Regions from separate parts of the Mus musculus genome. Here region 2 is linked to region 1. A link is a contact called in public HiChIP or PLAC-seq data. All regions are on one chromosome and are shown on one strand. The core of a region is the stretch at or near the end of the contact, and the rest is flanking DNA. Distances in the headings are between cores, read along the strand shown.

Region 1 (2,548 bases), core at 19-2,518:
CTACATAAAAAATAAATATAGGCCGGGCGTGGTGGCACACGCCTTTAATGCCAGCACTTGGGAGGCAGAGGCAGGCGGATTTCTGAGTTGAAGGCCAGCCTGGTCTACAAAGTGAGTTCCAGGACAGCCAGGGCTATACAGAGAAACCCTGTCTTGAAAAACCAAATATATATTTATATGTGTGTACACACACACACACACACACACACACACACATATATATATCTTTAAAAGAAAAAATAAAGGTTTGGAGGGAGGAAAAGAGAGAAATGATAATATAATCTCAAAAAAAGGACCCCTTTTAAAAACACTATGGGTGATGGAATGACTGCTGCTGGCCTGTTGTTCAGGCCAGGCTGGTATCTGCAAGCTTTCCCCCGACCTTACTTTGTAGGTCACTTTCCATAATGTTGAGACTCTGACTTAGTGTTGTACTTTCCATAGTTTTTTAAGACAGGCTTTCTTTGTATAGCCTTGCCGGGCCTGGAACTTTCTATGAAGATAAGAGATAGCACTGTGCCTGCCAACCCAAAGTGCTGGGGTCAGAGGCACAGCTGACCACGCCTGGCAATTTCCATAAATTTGATAGCGACTCCAGAGAGGTTGGGTAACTAGCCTAATCAGTCAAAACCCGAGTACTTCTATTTAAAGGTAGTCATCGGCCTTAGCTTTATTGGGCAATATTTGCTGAATCACGGTGCCTGGAGTCTAATAAGCCCTTCTAAACGCTTCAGTTTTACATCACATCGTATGTTCTGAAGGCTCAAAACCAAAGTCTTCACTCACCCAGTTATTAGGAGGGAAGGTGTCAAATACAACTTCTCAAAACATTTGATAATGCACTTTGTAGAGGGCATGCTAAAAACAAGCAAGCGAGCGAGCAAACCGCTATGATGCCCTAGCAGAACCTTGCCAAGGCTGAGATAAAGGCATCTGTATGAAGGTCAACTCCCCACAAGGACATGCTAAGTCCTTTCCGAAGCACTAAGATGGCAGCGCAAGGTTTTACAGTTACTTAAACAGAGCAGGTAGCCGAGGGTCAGCTGTCCCGCCCGCGAGAGAGGGAGGTCAGGACCCCGCGCCATTGCCCCAAGATCCCCGGAGCTCCCCCAGCGTCCCCGTGGCGGCCCGCGCGCTCCCGAGCTCGCCAAGATGGCGGCGCTCACGTGACCACGCGGTGACGCAGCACGCCGGCGCGCAGGCCACGCCCCTCCCCACGCTCCCGCGCACTCCTCGGCCGCCCCCCCCCCCCCCCCCAGCCCCGGCCCCCGGCCTGTGCGGATCATGCCGCCTGCGACGCCCCTCGCGGCCGGGAAACGGTAGCCGCGACGGTTGGCTCTCGAGTTACGCTCTCCTCCCGCACCCCGCCGACCCCTGGGACGCGCGCCACCTCGCTGCGGTGCGCGGCTGGCAAGTGAGGAGTAAAGTCGGCGCCGCCTGGGACGGGGGAGTGGAGCTTCCTGCCCCGGGCAGCGGCCAGGCGGCCCCGCGGGTGAGTGGGGCGCGGCGGAGCGCGAGGCGGCCCGGGCGGGAAGGCGGCGCCGGCGGGGACGCAATGGCGGCCACGCGCCGGCCGGGGGTCGCGCGCGGCTCGGCGGGCGGTGGGGGAGGGGCGCGGTGGGGGTGGGGCCGGCCGCGCGCTTCCGGTCGCGCGCGTCCCGAGCGCCCGGGCGTTAGGCTCCCCTCGCCTCCGCGGGGCGCGTTGGGAGAGGCGCCCCGGGCCTCCCGCGCTCCTTGGCTCGGCCCGCGCCGCATGGAGGCGGGAAGAAAAGCCGAGCGGCGGCCTCCGGCAGGCTGCAGACGCCGCGGCCTTGGGCTCCCGCCTCCATGACTGGGAAAACCGAGGCAACCCGCCCTGTGGCGGGGCACGGCGTTCCTCTCCTTCCGGGAGTCTCGCCGCTGGCCGCCTAAGTTATGATAGAAACTTAAAAGAGTCTCGGTAGCCGCCTTTTCTTTTTGAGACGGGATTTGTTGCGAAGAGTTCATGGTGCAGGACTTCCAGACGCGGTCGCCGGGTCCGGTTTATTATAGCGTTTTTAGTTTTGCCTGAGACAGGGCTTACCAAACTGGCCTTAAATAAATTTATATATACATACACACACACATACATACATACATACATACATACATAGTCCAGGTTGGCTTCGAACACGGCTTATGTTAGGATTTTTTGTTTGTTTTTTTGTTTTTCTTATATGAGTACACTGTAGCTGTCTTCAGACACTCCAGAAGAGGGAGTCAGATCTCATTACAGATGGTTGTGAGCCACCATGTGGTTGCTGGGAATTGAACTCAGACCTCTGGAAGAGCAGTCAGTGCTCTTAACTGTTGAGCCATTTCTCCAGACCTTCAACATCTTTTTCAAGGAAGGAAGCTAAGACGCCTTTTCCTCACTCACCAGCTGAGAAGTCTCTGTACTTGATATTTATTGATATTTACTGTTCACTCGTGACAGTCTGCTGGTCACTGAGCACACTTTACTGCAGACAGGCACTGCCTTTAGAGAGCTTAAAGCTGGGAGAAACAGGCAGGCTAGTAAACATAGCTG
Region 2 (2,548 bases), core at 30-2,529, 2.0 Mb after region 1:
CTCTAAGTATCCTTACTGACAATGGCTGTGGTCCTCAAACCCTAACTCAGTACCCGAAGAATAACCATAAGGGCAGAAGCCTCAAATTTGAGGAGTAGGATCCCAACTGCCCCGGGTTTAAGCCCTACAAGAGGGAATTATTTGAGCATTTTGTCCTTGAGTTCCCTCCCCGAGACAGACATCCCTGCTGCCCCATCCCCATGACCACCAACTAAGCATATTCTTACCCTCTGGCCTCTGCAGAGAGTCCCTCCTACATACTGGGCCAGGCTGAGGTGAGGGACCTGGTGGAAACTGCTGGAAAGGAAAGAGGCGCTGTCAGTGGCACTCCAGGACAGGGGCTCTCCTGAACCTGTCCGGGCGTTATAACTCTAGCTTTGTTCCACTGGGGCCTCCCCTTGAGAATATTCTAAAAGAGCTCCCCTTCATTGGCTCACTTGTGCAGTAAGGGATAGATCAGAGAGAATCCAGGTTCTGCAGTCCAAACTCCACAGACCACTTTACCCACCTAGACACTTGCTAGAGCTTTCCTAGTCCCCATACAGAGCCCTGCCAATCCACTGGAGAAAGGGTACTTGGACCATCAGATCCACCCTTCAGTATGCCCCCGCCCCACTCCGGTGGAAGAATGCCATCCTTTCCCAGAGGAGGAAAACCCGTCTTCTCTGACATTCCGAGTACAGGAACATTGGTTCGCTTGCCCAAGACTTTCCTAAATGCTCTCCTTCAATACTCACCAAAATCAAGGGCAGACAACCCGGCCCATCCTCAGTCTGTCTAAAAAAAAATCTCCCCTTTCTCTTCCCGGGTCACGACTGACCCCAACTTGGGGCAGGAAGCCTCCGCATAAGCTCGGCTAACAGCTTGGCCACCCCCGGAGGGAAAGGACCCCAAGGCTCCCGACGCCCCCGCCCCTGGCTCATTTCAGCAGAGGAGCCCCGGCGTCCGCGGCCGGAGGGCGGCCAGGCGGGCGAGCCGGCTTCCCCGCCTGACTCACCTGGAGGGGAGGGCGGGGGAAGGAAGGCCGCAGAGCCCCGAGGTCCCGGCGTCGGGCGGTCTCGGGGATGGAGCACCGCGGTGTTAGTGACTCGCGGTAATGGGGGGCTTCAGGGGGGCACGGCTCTAGGCTGGGACAATCCCGGGGCCTCTCGGAGCCCGCCCGCCCACGTGACCGCCCCAAAATATCCGACACATTTTCTCCCAAACCGCACACTGACTCCGCAGGCGGGGACACGGAAAATATTTTCTTTCTTTTTCTCCCTCCCTACCCCCCCCACCTCCCTCCCTGCCTGGCTCCCTCCTCCTCCTCCCGCCCTCGCTCCTCCCTCCCCTGCCGCCTGCCCCTGCCCGGCTCCCTCCTCGGTGCCCTGGGGCTGGGGGGGGTGGTGGCTGGGGGGGGGGAGGACTGGGCGGGGCGGCCCAGGACGCCTGGGTCTCTGCCCCTCCCATTTGCTAGGCTTCCGTGGCTCCATCCCCGGGAGGCCGGGCAGAGCTGGCAGAGGTCAGTGTCCTGGGCTCCATGATGCCAACCCTTTCTCTCTGGCGCTATCCCCCTTCCAGCCATTTGGGGAGACTGAGTTGTCTTTAGCCACGCTGTATTCTGCCAGGCCGGTCTCTGGTACCTCCCAGGGTAGGCAGTGAGAGACTTGGACACTGCCAAGACGTGGAGTGATGGGGCAGGAGTATACCAGAGGAGAAGGCACTGTCCCCTTTTCTTAGTTAACCTCCACCTGCAGGTCAAAGCAGTATCCCTTCCTCTGGCCTTCTCTGTCCTATGGCCTAGGAGCAAACTGGTTTAACTAGTGGGGGTTACGATGAAGGTGCTACGAATTGGGTTCACAGGCTTCCTCCCTCTCATTCTGCCTGAAGTTGACTCCAGGAGTTAAAGCGCGTGGGTCTCTCGCTGCCAATATCGTCCCCACCTTTAGACTTGGATTTAGAGGGGGAGAGGCTGGCTGGGAGGAGGGCTGAAAGAACTTTAGGGAGGAGGGGGGATGGGAGGAGCCTTGCGCTGGGTGTGAGGGAGAAAGCCCAGGCGAGGGTGTGTGTCTGGCTCAGCCAGCGAGGCCTGCCTGGCTGCCTGGTAGATGCGCCACGAATGTTGTTGACGCTGGGTCTCTAGAAGCCCAAAGTCTGTGTCTAATAGGGATATTCTCTGTCTCCAAACAAACCGAGGCTGAAAGGCTCTCGAACCTAGAGAGGGAAGCCAATAGTTTGACTTTATACCACAGAGCACAGAGCCAGAGAAAAGTGAAGTCCTATGCACTCTCACAGGGATGGTCACGACTCCAGAAGAGGAGAAAGCTCATTGGACGGGCTGGGCCAGGCACTAGCCCAAAGGACCATCCTCAGCAACGCTCCCAGAGTGGCCAGCACCTGGGGAATGGGCCCCTGAATCACATCACATTTTCCACTTTGGAATTACTCAGCTCTGGTCTTGCTGTCACCCTAGGGGCCAGGCATCCCCCTCCTGGGAAAGGCTTTTCTGGGTAGCCATTATCAGCTAAAGGAGAAGGGGAAAGAGAGGCTTGCTGTGGCAATCCCAAGA

What was found. HiChIP or PLAC-seq counts read pairs in DNA pulled down with a chosen protein or histone mark.
Region 2: an H3K4me3 HiChIP or PLAC-seq map of embryonic forebrain shows a contact between it and region 1, with 4 times the contacts expected there. The contact joins the promoter of Rarg here to the promoter of Atf1 in region 1. A contact is called at or near these places in 1 of 39 promoter capture datasets (the SN4741 cell line) and 1 of 115 datasets of contacts at active chromatin or transcription factors (embryonic forebrain).

The regions. Positions count from the first base shown.
Region 1 is chr15:100,226,591-100,229,138 of GRCm38.p6, forward strand. Atf1 (activating transcription factor 1) reads left to right here and starts at 1,269. Exons shown (of 7, transcript NM_007497.3): 1 at 1,269-1,492.
Region 2 is chr15:102,256,243-102,258,790 of GRCm38.p6, forward strand. It overlaps Rarg (retinoic acid receptor, gamma), which reads right to left and starts at 1,280. Exons shown (of 10, transcript NM_011244.4): 1 at 998-1,280; 2 at 228-297.